Linked DNA regions of Oryzias latipes: region 1 is linked to region 2. Evidence: chromatin contacts called from public Hi-C data. All regions are on one chromosome and are shown on one strand. Each heading gives the region's core, a stretch centred on a gene start, on an enhancer-like site or on the middle of the called end of the contact. The rest is flanking DNA. Distances are from core to core; before and after follow the strand shown.

Region 1 (6,563 bases), core at 181-2,680, 46 kb before region 2:
GGCGGAGCCTCAGAGATCCAGTCATCTTACATCCGGGTTGGAAATGAGCTGCGAAAATGACTAAGTTTTCATTAAAAAATCCTTTTTTAGTGTGCCAAAGGTGATAAATGGATATAATTGAGCTTTAGAATAGCATGGTAGAGGCCCTTTAGGGGAAGTGGATCCAGGAGAACCAGAGTCTTGGTCCTCCACTGTGGAGCATCATTGGGAGGTCACCTTCTGTAAACGGGTCAGGTGCTGCTCTTACCTCTGAGGCTCCTCGCCGTGAGCTGCTGTCTGTAGGCCACAGACACCCGTTCTAAACAACAGACACAAACACAGGTTTCACTTTGGGATCTTTGTCCTCATCAATTCCTGCAAGAAACAGCTTTAGTCTGTCTGGAATGACAAACGTCAGCCTCTATGGTTCGGTCCATTACAGGCAGCAGCAGCTTTCCTCACTGACTATGTAATTGTGTGTGTGTGTTTGAGTGTGTGTTGTTCACAGTGAGGCTGACAGGAAAGCAGACATGTGACCCACCTGCTGCAGGGCGTGCTCGTGCCTGCGGGCCTGGCTCTGCCTTGATATGAAGGACCAGGTGGAGAACTTGTAGTGGTTGAGCAGGCAGATGATTACCACCACCATCACCGTCATCACGACAATGATGATGACAATCTGAACAAACTCCAGTTCAGCTGCACAAACACAAAAAGGAGAAAGAGGAAAGGCATCAGGAAGGGATGAGTCTGGAGAAGTGCTGCAGCGGGAAGGCGGAGCATCTATCGTATTTACAGGAGAATGAGTCAGGGTGGTTGCCTCCAACATCTCTACAGACTTTGGCTTTTCCATGATTTGGATATAAATACATATAGTGATCACAGTAGTTCTGCTTGGTCTTCAGAAAAAAAGCTGTTTGTACACGTGGTGACCAGCAGAGGGCAGCACAGGCCAAACAGGATGTTACAGAGAAGTTACAGTTGGTTTGATCACCATAGAGATTTGTATCCCAGCGTCTTTCCCCTCAAACGTTCATCTTGTTGAGGACTTTAATTAGACTTTTACTGCTTCTGTTCCCAAAGGTCGCTGGCTTTCCACAGCAGGTTTGTAAAGTTCGGCCAACACTGAAAGGACCAAAGATTCCTTGGAAAGCTCGTCCAGCTTGAATGTTTTGTGGAAACAACTTCATTGTCGTTCAGTCTGCAGTGTGGCTGCACACCTGCAGGTCTCCATTATCATCGTCATCAGTTATTTACCACTCGCACAGAAGTTACAGAGAAGCAAAGAGGTTCAATGTCGGTCCAACTACAACCAACTTCTCCTTTTGAGCTTGACCTTCAACAACACCAGACCCAGAAGGTCTCAGGGCGCCAGGATCCGGCCTGAGCTCTCACCCACAGTCTGTGCTTCCTCGTATTTCTCCGTCTGCCTCCTCTCTCCCAGCCTGAGGCTCTTTTGTTGGTTCTCATCTTGTCCAGTCTTGGACTCAGTATGACCTCTGACTCACACTTACTCACTGCTGGGCTATCACACAAACACACGTGCACGCATGCACGCTCGTACGCACACACACGAACACGGTGTTGGCTTCTTAGCATCTGCAGGGATCTCTGAGAACTATGACACGAGGCACAGACAGCATGTCGTCTACAGAGATTCACTTCTGAAAGACAAAATGACCAACATGGGCCGCTCAAACCGGGATAGAAGAGCTCGAAAGATGGAGCACATTAAATGTAATCCCAAGATTTTCATGAAAGCTGTAATGAAAAATCACAGCCCAAGAAGAAAAGACAGAAGCTTCAAGCAGCCGGTTCATCATGTCAGGCTCAGCCAGCCTTTGTGGCTTAGTTAGAGTCCGGCCAGGGCTGAAATGTACACCCACCCAAAGCTGACTGTGCTCCACCACAACAGCCACAGGGGACGGGTGGGGTCGGACTGACAGGAACAAAGCCAACAAGCACAAACCACAGCGAAGGAAAAACATGGCTGTGGGGGAACGACATTTAAAGCAATTAAAGCCATCACCATCAGCCGGGGAGGGGAGGAAACAGGAAACAGAGAGACGACAGCAAACTCAGATCATGTGACGGCTACAGGAAACCAATGAAGAACAGAATCAAACGTAGAGCCCTTCACCAAAAATAACCCCTGCACAACAGCGGAACAGACAGATTCAACTGCTATCAAGAGGGGGGGGGCTAAAACCTGTAACCTCAGATGCTTAACCTGGATTTGACCCAGTGACAGCTATGAAGTGACTTCAATACCCCACACCCAGAGAGGTCAGAGAGGAAGTCTGTGCAGGAGAGGATGACATCTACCTTCTGAATGTCTGCTAAAGAACTCTTCATCAGACATTTCTACCTGCAGCTCTGTGACTGAGAGGCAACACACGTCTGATCCAACCCAAACGCACACATGTGAATGAAGCTCGGAACATGTGGAGCCTTTTAACACTCTCTTAGTGTCTTCTCTGAAACATTTTATTTTCAATCATTTTCCCAAACTGAAACTTTACAGGATTCATTCAGCCAGCAATTGTGCAAATCCTCCCACTTCAAAGATGAGAGAGGCCTGTAATTTTCATCATAGGTGGACCTCTATGAGAGACAAAATGAGAAAAAAAAAATCACATTGTCTGATTTTCAAAGAATTTATCTGTAAATTATGGTGGAAAAAATAAGTATTTGGTCAATAACAAAAGTTCAACTCAGTACTTTGTTATATTCCTTTTGTTGGCAATGACAGCAGTCAAACATTTTCTGTAAGTCTTCACACGCTTTTCACAAACTGTTGCCGGGACTTTGGCCCATTCCTCCATGCAGATCTCCTCTAGAGCAGTGATGTTTTGGGGCTGTCGCTGACTTTCAACTCCCTCCAAAGAGTTTCTAAGGGGTTGAGATCTGGAGACTGGCTAGCGATCATTTTGATCATTTGACAATTATTCTTTCGATAAGTCGACCATTCTTGTTTACGTGAGGTTATGGGTATTTTATTTACAAAAGGTGACAGCGCTGGTACTCAGTCCGTGGAGGTCCACGTCATGGTAGTGCTAATGCTTGGCATATGCTGCGTTCACAGAAATTGAAATTTGACATGTATAGTTCATGAATTCCAATTTCACCTTATAAAAGATAAAAACTTTAAGGTCCCAGGTAAGCTATATGCTATTGTAGGTGGTGGACGAGTGGTAATAAACAGTTAATACATAAAAGAAGAAGAATCTTCTCCCTGCCACTACCTGCATGTCTGGCGTTGTCCAATGAGAACACAACCAGCATAAGACTGAGTGTGACACACAATTAATCAGAGGTTAAGGGTTGGACCACGGAGCCCTTCACCCAGACATGAAGAAGAGGGTGGAAGATGCTTATGTGCTGACATGCAACGTCTCCCTGGAGAACGAGAAGACGGAGGCTTCATCTACAAAAGCGCAGAGGAGTGAGAGAAGCTTTTAGTTCATAAAACCAAAATGACAAAAAAACAAACAAAAAACCACGCGTCAACAATACCAATTTAGTGTTGATGAAATATACTTCTTTTCCCCATAATTACACCCTTTAACATTTTCCCCATAATTTACAAAAACATTCTTTAAAAATCAGACAGTGTGATTTTCTGGATTTTCTTCTCATTTTGTCTCTGATAGTTGAGGTCTACCTATGATGAAAATCACAGGCTTCTCTCTCGTCTTTTTATGTGGGAGGACTTGCACAATTGGTGGCTGACTGAATACTTTTTTGCCCCACTGTATATACAAGAACTGAGGGAAGCTGAGACTAAGGTCAAGCACAAAGCAAACTTTTCAGTGTTTTCAGTGCAGACGTCTGCAGCCAGAGAGCCTGGTGCATCATGGTACGTTTCTGACGCCACAGTGCAGTGCTTTCAGCACAGCTGCTACACTCTGGTTTGCTGGAAAAATCATCAAGTCTGCTGCCGTAGGAATGCTGCTCTCTCCTGAAACACACGCAGGAACGTTTTTACGCTTAAAGCGGCTGCAGTTCACCTCTGCTTGGTGCCACAGAAAAAAGGAAACTGGAGGAGGAGGAAGGAGGAGGTTCAGAAAGGTTCAGAGGCTTGGGGTTCCTCACAGAACTGCAGGATTCCTCACCACCGATCCTTCAAACAGTAACGCCTTCTTCAAAGAACACAGAGTCTGCAGCAAATTCTTTTTCTGAGGAGAATCAAACGGACTTTTTTGTCTTTTCTCAGAAGAAGACAGACTTTACTGAAAGGTCCTTTTAGTATTTTTGTTTCTCTAAACCAGTGTTAGTTCTACTGCCTAACTTTGCAGCCACAAGAGTCTGTAACAGACAGGGTTTTGTCAAGGAGGGCATCCGGTGTAAAGACATCTGAGTGAAAACTGATTTGCTGCGGCGCTTCTTAAATAGATTTGCCGGAAGGTAAACAACAACTTCAAAGCTGATCTGTCTAAATGTGGGATTTCGTTAGGTTTTAATGCAAATCTGAAATTCTGATGAGTTTCCTGAATTCATTCCAAATAGGATGAAATGTGGAAAGCTGTCCTCCCTTTCCTGCTGCCGCTGAAATGTCCGTCTGGTTCTCTGTGGGTGGGGGGGTGGCGGCTATAGGGGGAGCAAGCGTTAAGTGTTAGGATGCTCTAGTTCTCCATCAACACAAACAGATGTTCTGTCTGCATTCACTTGTGAGACGACAGATTTTAGTTTTCTCACAGAATAAGTAGCTTCCCTGTTTTCTGTGGGGGGGTTTGCACTTGAGGATCACGAACATTGAAAGTTGCCTCCATGCTTAAAGAGACAGTACTGGACCCCCGATTGAATGACGGAGTCAGAACAGCTGTTTTCAGGCGTTGGTTTGAAACGTGAAACTTCACTGAGGACGCGTCATATTGACCTACCTCACATGATCTTCAAAGACATGTTAGCTCCGATTTATAACCACACTATAACCTCTGTTTTTATGATTTTATGGTTTAACAGGGAAAAAAACTTATAATACTTCAAAAGACAATTTCAGTTCCACTTAAAGGGATTATAATATAATAATATTAAAATAATTTTGTGCATCTCTAAGCACATCTACGCCCACGTACCTGGATAAAACAGTTATAAGCGACCCAAAAGCATTGGTGATGGAACAGTGCAGAAACGCAGGAGTTCAGAATCCTGAGCTTGCAGCTAAATGTGAGCCCGAACCGACAGGAAGCCTGTGATGCTCTGCGGCTCAGAGGATCCAGCACCCGCCAGCTGCTGGTTCCAAATGCTAAACTCCAGTAAACAGCATGGAGAGTGGGCACAAACACACACACAACAACAGCCTTTTGACCTGCGTGTGCGTGACAGAGCGAACCCCGCGAGAGGTCAGACGGTTTATCTGACCCGCCAGTGAACTGAAGCCATCAGGACCACAGCAAACAACCAGAGCTATACGTAGAGCTCTGCTCATATGTATATGAAGTCATTCCCATCACACGTTTTCCTGCTCTTCTGCCCATAACTCACTGATGAAGCATCTCTACAGAAATGATGCGGCACATTGGAATTATTGGAGTGTTGTCTTCTAATGGGACACTTCCTGCCTTGAAGGTCCTGTTTAAATGAGACATGTGGGCTGTTTTCTGAGTATCTTTACATGGTAACGCTTTCTTCTACAGTACAGTAATTACAGTGTACTTAAGTGGTATTTACATGGTACTTATTGTGTAACTACTGGGTACTTTCATGGTATTTACATGGTACTTTTTATGTAATTTACTGGGTAAGTAAATTCCATAAAATACACAGTAAGTATATTATAAATACCCAGTATGTACCACATAGGTATGAACCAAATTGTACCACACAAATACACAGTAAGTACCATGCAAGTACAGAGTAGACATAAAAAAGTACTATGTAAGTACCCAGTAAGTCCCATAAAAAGTACCATGTAAATACCCTGAAAGTACCCAGTAGTTACACAATAAGTACCATGTAAATACCACTTAAGTACACTGTAATCACTGTACTGTAAAAGAAAGCGTTACTCTTTACATACTGAATCTCTTGTATTTTACAGTATGTTAAGGGCCTATACCATGCAAAATCAACTTTTTGAACTTTTAAGTGTATCATAACGTTCATTCCTCACAAAAAACAATCCCAATCCAGGAATAACAGTGGGTCCTCACATTGTGACATCACAAAGTGAGGAACAGGAAGAGTCTGCGCTGCCAGCACCGCCCCCAGGCTAACAGACACACCTACTTTGCTAGCGGTCATTGGCTAAACATTTTCCTTTTCTATGCACAGTATGCACATCCCTGTTTGCAAAGGTTTGGATGTTGTTTGTTTTCGTGGATGAAACGCTGCAGAGGCCGGCTCTAGGATGACATCATGAAATGGGCGGCGCCCCTCACATAGAGCGAAAGGCGGGGCCTCAAAGATCGAGGTCTCTTACTCCGGGAAAGAAATAACTAGTATTTCATAGCAAATGTGTTATTTATTGTGCTGAATATAGATTACTCTGAAAGGCTTTCAATTGCATGATGGATAACATTCCTTGGTATGAGTGTCAGTGTTCAGCCCAGCCTTGAATGCTGTATGATATTGTTTGACTTGGT
Region 2 (6,790 bases), core at 162-2,661:
GAAAATATGTGAATGCCAACTTAAAGAATGTGGAAAATGTCAAATAAATATTTCTTACTGCAAGAGTTGTCTGACTGAAATGACGATTTATCGTATTTCGGGCAGATACTCGCTGCAGTGTTTTACAGGTAAATACCCTAGGGCGGTTCAGTCAATTAACTCACCTGCTCAGCGTCCTATTTAAGCCCATGTGCGCAGTCGTTCATTCTCTTTCTTACCTTCAGCGCTCATTCTTCGCCCCACCCTCCTCCCCGGCTTCCACCTGTGGGCTCCGTAAAGGGGGGGTTTTGTTACCCGAAAGTGTTATGGAAATTTCTCATGGAATTGAACGGAGCCTTATGCCAAACGAAAATATGTGAATGCCAACTTAAAGAATGTGGAAAATGTCAAATAAATATTTCTTACTGCAAGAGTTGTCTGACTGAAATTCCAAAAAAGAATGAAATGGAATAAAAATGAAACACTTTAGAGAAACAAAAGTAATTTCCAGAAATCTAAATTAAATATTTAAAAACTAAACACAAGAAGAAACTGTAAAAGATAGGTACTATGGGACATCCCTGACTAGATGAGGACATTTGTTCATCAAGTGATACTGGATACGCTCCATCCTAATCCTAAAACTTTCATTAGTGTGCGGACATCGAGGATGCATTTGAAAAAAAAACATTAAAAAAAATCAAATGTTACAATCCAATCAGCAATGTCCCATAGTTCCTACCTTTTCTGGTTTCTTATTGATGTTGTTGACCTTTTGGCATACCCCTTCAGGAGTCACCACAGCCAAACAGCTTTCACTGATTCACACAGGCAGTTTAGCTGACATTGTTTTCACCTGACGCGACCCTGTATGTTATCAGTTATCAGTATGTTATAGGCCCACAAGACTGGGGGCCTATGCACATGCCTGCACATGCATGCATACACACAAACTCACCTGCTTCCACACACATCTAGGGGGAACCAGAATTGGACCCCCTTGTAGCTACATAGTCATAGAAAGGGTCTTGCCCAAAAATCCACTCTGGATGAGGCTATCCCCCCGTGGGAATTGAACCCTGATTTGCTGTGTGCCATTTCTACACGCAGCTAACTCGGCCATCCAGCCACTACTCAATGTGTTTTGTTATTCAACATTTAATTTTTAGTTTAACCATTTTTTGAAATTGTGTTTTGGTTTCTAGAATTTTGTTATGTTTTCTAAAATGTTTTTTTTTGTATTACCTGTTTTGCATTTTTTATTGTCCTTGTGATCTTTAAAATGTTTTTGCTTTGTGTGATTTGTTGGTGGGATTTGCACATCAGGGCTTCTGTACACCCCCCTCCCCACACAAACACAGACACACGCACAGACACACATGCTCACATGCTTATGCAGCTCGGTTGCAGCATCAGTCGGGTCCCCTGGGGAGCCATGTGCAGACTGACACCACTAACAGGTCAGACCATACCAGACAGGCAGCAGACACGCCTGATAACTGAAAGCTCTCCAGTCCCCAAACACCCCCCCCCCACACACACAAGACTGGGGGCCTATGCACATGCCTGCACATGCATGCACACACACAAACTCACCTGCTTCCACACACATCTAGACCCACAGTTACACACATGCAACTCACTCATACTGACTAAAACACGCAGACACATGAACAGAGTCACAAAGTCTCGATTGCATTTGCTCTGCGTCTGCTTTGTGTCTTCTTTGCGTCTGCTCTGCATCTGCTATATGTCTGCTTTGTCTCTGCTCTGTGCCTCCACTGCATCTGCTTGTGTCTGCTCTGTGCCTCCTCTGCATCTGCTTGTGTCTGCTCTGTGCCTCCTCTGCATCTGCTTTGTGTCTGCTCTGTGCCTCCTCTATATCTGCATCTGCTTTGTGTCTGCTCTGTGCCTCCTCTGCATCTGCTTTGTGTCTGCTCTGTGCCTCCACTGCATCTGCTTTGGGTCTGCTCTGTGCCTCCTCTGCATCTGCTTTGTGTCTGCTCTGTGCCTCCACTGCATCTGCTTTGTGTCTGCTCTGTGCGTCCTCTGCATCTGCTTTGTGTCTGCTCTGTGCCTCCTCTATGTCTACTTTGTTCCTGCTCTGTGCCTCCTCTGCATCTGCTTTGTGTCTGCTCTGTGCCTCCTCTATATCTGCTTTGTTTCTGCTCTGCGTTTGCTCTGTGTCTACTCTGTTCCTCCTCTGTGCTTCCTCTGCATCTGCTTTGTGTCTGCTCTGTGCTTCCTCTGCATCTGCTTTGTGTCTGCTCTGTGCCTCCTCTATATCTGCTTTGTTTCTGCTCTGCGTTTGCTCTGTGTCTGCTTTGTCTCTGCTCTGTGCCTCCTCTGCGTCTGCTTTGTTCCTGCTCTGTGCCTCCACTGCATCTGCTTTGTTCCTGCTCTGTGCCTCCTCTGCATCTGCTTTGTGTCTGCTCTGTGCTTCCTCTGCATCTGCTTTGTGTCTGCTCTGTGCTTCCTCTGCATCTGCTTTGTGTCTGCTCTGTGCCTCCTCTATGTCTACTTTGTTCCTGCTCTGTGCCTCCTCTGCATCTGCTTTGTGTCTGCTCTGTGCCTCCTCTGCATCTGCTTTGTGTCTGCTCTGTGCCTCCTCTATATCTGCATCTGCTTTGTGTCTGCTCTGTGCCTCCTCTGCATCTGCTTTGTGTCTGCTCTGTGCCTCCACTGCATCTGCTTTGTGTCTGCTCTGTGCCTCCTCTGCATCTGCTTTGTTCCTGCTCTGTGCCTCCTCTGCATCTGCTTTGTGTCTGCTCTGTGCTTCCTCTGGATCTGCTTTGTGTCTGCTCTGTGCCTCCTCTATGTCTACTTTGTTCCTGCTCTGTGCCTCCTCTGCATCTGCTTTGTGTTTGCTCTGTGCCTCCTCTATATCTGCTTTGTTTCTGCTCTGCGTTTGCTCTGTGTCTACTTTGTTCCTGCTCTGTGCTTCCTCTGCATCTGCTTTGTGTCTGCTCTGTGCTTCCTCTGCATCTGCTTTGTGTCTGCTCTGTGCCTCCTCTATATCTGCTTTGTTTCTGCTCTGCGTTTGCTCTGTCTGCTTTGTCTCTGCTCTGTGCCTCCTCTGCGTCTGCTTTGTTCCTGCTCTGTGCCTCCACTGCATCTGCTTTGTGTCTGCTCTGTGCCTCCTCTGCATCTGCTTTGTTCCTGCTCTGTGCCTCCTCTGCATCTGCTTTGTGTCTGCTCTGTGCTTCCTCTGCATCTGCTTTGTGTCTGCTCTGTGCCTCGTCTGTCTACTTTGTTCCTGCTCTGTGCTTCCTCTGCATCTGCTTTGTGTCTGCTCTGTGCCTCCACTGCATCTGCTTTGTGTCTGCTCTGTGCCTCCTCTGCATCTGCTTTGTGTCTGCTCTGTGCCTCCACTGCATCTGCTTTGTGTCTGCTCTGTGCGTCCTCTGCATCTGCTTTGTGTCTGCTCTGTGCCTCCTCTATGTCTACTTTGTTCCTGCTCTGTGCCTCCTCTGCATCTGCTTTGTGTCTGCTCTGTGCCTCCTCTATATCTGCTTTGTTTCTGCTCTGCGTTTGCTCTGTGTCTACTCTGTTCCTCCTCTGTGCTTCCTCTGCATCTGCTTTGTGTCTGCTCTGTGCTTCCTCTGCATCTGCTTTGTGTCTGCTCTGTGCTTCCTCTGCATCTGCTTTGTGTCTGCTCTGTGCCTCCTCTATATCTGCTTTGTTTCTGCTCTGCGTTTGCTCTGTGTCTGCTTTGTTCCTGCTCTGTGCCTCTTCTGCGTCTGCTTTGTTCCTGCTCTGTGCCTCCACTGCATCTGCTTTGTTCCTGCTCTGTGCCTCCTCTGCATCTGCTTTGTGTCTGCTCTGTGCTTCCTCTGCATCTGCTTTGTGTCTGCTCTGTGCTTCCTCTGCATCTGCTTTGTGTCTGCTCTGTGCCTCCTCTATGTCTACTTTGTTCCTGCTCTGTGCCTCCACTGCATCTGCTTTGTGTCTGCTCTGTGCCTCCTCTGCATCTGCTTTGTGTCTGCTCTGTGCCTCCTCTATATCTGCATCTGCTTTGTGTCTGCTCTGTGCCTCCTCTATATCTGCATCTGCTTTGTGTCTGCTCTGTGCCTCCTCTGCATCTGCTTTGTGTCTGCTCTGTGCCTCCACTGCATCTGCTTTGTGTCTGCTCTGTGCCTCCTCTGCATCTGCTTTGTTCCTGCTCTGTGCCTCCTCTGCATCTGCTTTGTGTCTGCTCTGTGCTTCCTCTGCATCTGCTTTGTGTCTGCTCTGTGCCTCCTCTATGTCTACTTTGTTCCTGCTCTGTGCTTCCTCTGCATCTGCTTTGTGTTTGCTCTGTGCCTCCTCTATATCTGCTTTGTTTCTGCTCTGCGTTTGCTCTGTGTCTACTTTGTTCCTGCTCTGTGCTTCCTCTGCATCTGCTTTGTGTCTGCTCTGTGCTTCCTCTGCATCTGCTTTGTGTCTGCTCTGTGCCTCCTCTATATCTGCTTTGTTTCTGCTCTGCGTTTGCTCTGTCTGCTTTGTCTCTGCTCTGTGCCTCCTCTGCATCTGCTTTGTTCCTGCTCTGTGCCTCCTCTGCATCTGCTTTGTGTCTGCTCTGTGCTTCCTCTGCATCTGCTTTGTGTCTGCTCTGTGCCTCGTCTGTCTACTTTGTTCCTGCTCTGTGCTTCCTCTGCATCTGCTTTGTGTCTGCTCTGTGCCTCCTCTATATCTGCTTTGTTTCTGCTCTGCGTTTGCTCTGTGTCTGCGTTGTCTCTGCTCTGTGCCTCCTCTGCGTCTGCTTTGTTCCTGCTCTGTGCCTCCACTGCATCTGCTTTGTGTCTGTTCTGCGGCTCCTCTGTGTCTGCTTTGTTTTTGCTTTGTGTCTGCTCTGCGTCTGCTTTGTGTCTATTCAGTCCCTCCTCTGCGTCTGCTTTGCATCTGCTTTGTTCCTGCTCTGCTTCTGCTTTGTCTCCTTTCTACGTCTGCTATGTGTCTGTTCTCTGTCTGCATTGCATCTGTATTGCGTCTCTATTGTGTCTGCTTTGTGTTTGCTCTGGATCTCCTCTGTGTTTGCTTTGTGTCCTTTCTACGTCTTCAATGTGTCTGTTCTCTTTGTGTCTGTACTGCGTCTCCTTTGCATCTGCTTTGTGTCTGCTCTGCATGTCCTCTGTGTCTGCTTTGTGCCTCCACTGTATCTGCTTTGTGTCTGCTCTGCGTCGGCCTTGCGTCTGCTTTGAGTCCGTTCTGCGTCTCATTTGTGTTCGTTCTGTGTCTGCTCTGCGTCTCCTCTGTGTCTGCTCTGCGTCTGCTTTGCATCTGCTTTGCATCTGTTCTGTGTCTGCTTTGCATCTAATCTGCGTCTGCTTTGCATCTGTTCTGTGTCTGCTCTGTGTCTGTTCTGCGTCTCCTCTGTGTCTGCTCTGCATCTGCTTTGTGTCGGTTCTGTGTGTGCTCTGCGTACGTTCTGCGTCTCCTCTGTGTTTGTTCTCCATCTCCTTTGCGTCCACTCTGCGTCTCATTTGTGTTCGATCTGTGTCTGCTCTGCGTCTCCTCTGTGTCTGCTCTGCGTCTGCTTTGCATCTGTTCTGTGTCTGCTTGCGTCTGTTCTGTGTCTGCTCTGCGTCTGTTTATGCATCTCCTCTGTGTGTGCTCTGCGTCTGCTTTGTGTCGGTTCTGTGTGTGCTCTGCGTACGTTCTGCGTCTCCTCTGTGTTTGTTCTCCATCTCCTTTGCGTCCACTCTGCGTCTCATTTGTGTTCATTCAGTGTCTGCTCTGCGTCTCCTCTGTGTCTGCTCTGCGTCTCCTCTGTGTCTGCTCTGCGTCTCCTCTGTGTCTGCTCTGCGTCTGCTTTGCATCTGTTCTGTGTCTGCTTGCGTCGGTTCTGTGTGTGCTCTGCGTCTGTTCTGCGTCTCCTCTGTGTCTTCTCTGCGCCTATTCGGTGTCTGCATTGCGTCTCCTCTGCGTCTGCTTTGTGTCTGTAAAAGCATCTTCTCTGTGACTTTATCTGTGTTTTGTCATGGAGGTATCTTTCAGAGACATAAAGATACCTTTTCATTTCACAGCTGTCTGTCACTTCTCCTCTTTTGGTGTGGCTCCTCTCAGCAGCTGCTCTCCATCCTCCTTCTGGCAGAGGTGAAAGTAGGGATGCAGCTCTGGCTCTGTGCTTGATTGGCTGCACTCTGTACCAGTTCAGGAGATTGGCATTAAAACCAGACATGAGCTCATTGTCCCAGACGACCAGCCCGCCTGTTCCAATGCCCAGCAGGGCAGGGGTGAGGAGAGCTCCATACCTGCAGATCATCCCCTCTTCTCACCCAATCCTCTGCTTCTCTCTTTTTCAAAATCTTTTTTCTCCATTTCTTTTTTATCTTGTCTGTATTTTTCCTCCAGAGTAATATTTTCCCATCTCCACAATTTTTCCTTTTCATTTTCTTTTCCGTCTTTCATATAATTGTCATCTTGTCATTCCACTTTCCTTTTTTTTAGCACACTCTTATTTTTTATCCTCTTTTTCAAATGCATTGAACATTTCTTTTACTTTCTTGTCTTTACATTTCTTCCTCCATCTTTTCTTGTTCATTCTTTTGATCTAATGTGGGTCTAATGTTTGACTTTTCCTCCTGTTTTTTTCTCTTCAGGAATGTGATCTTCTGTGCATCCATCTGTCTTTGTGGTTTGAACCAAACTGACACACGCTCCACTTTTTGCTCTTCCTTCCTGTTTTTGTTGTCTGTCTGTGACTGGGAGCTCCTCTGTGATAGTTGTGGTCGTTGCAGTGGAGCCTGCAGCAGTAAAAGAGTGAGGGAGGGGCAGGTTTTCAAAGATAGAAGTGGTAGTGAGGTGTGTGTGCATAGGAAGCTAGACAGCT

Evidence for each region. A called contact is a pair of places that touch in the nucleus more often than the background predicts.
Region 1: a Hi-C map of embryo shows a contact between it and region 2, with 1.7 times the contacts expected there. The contact joins two enhancer-like sites. A contact is called at or near these places in 2 of 5 Hi-C or Micro-C datasets (both in embryo).

The regions. Positions count from the first base shown.
Region 1 is chr16:7,381,603-7,388,165 of ASM223467v1, reverse strand. It overlaps ldlrad4 (low-density lipoprotein receptor class A domain-containing protein 4), which reads right to left. Exons shown (of 4, transcript XM_011484919.3): 2 at 521-675; 3 at 248-298. Among protein-coding and RNA genes, the nearest start is that of fam210a, 23 kb to the left of the region's middle. Within about 2 kb of position 1,430, at least 2 of the 8 cell types and tissues checked have an H3K27ac peak or open chromatin away from gene starts, as enhancers often do. A contact at or near this core is called in embryo, where this site is marked.
Region 2 is chr16:7,335,807-7,342,596 of ASM223467v1, reverse strand. No RefSeq gene overlaps it. Among protein-coding and RNA genes, the nearest start is that of ldlrad4, 11 kb to the left of the region's middle. Within about 2 kb of position 1,411, at least 3 of the 8 cell types and tissues checked have an H3K27ac peak or open chromatin away from gene starts, as enhancers often do. A contact at or near this core is called in embryo, where this site is marked.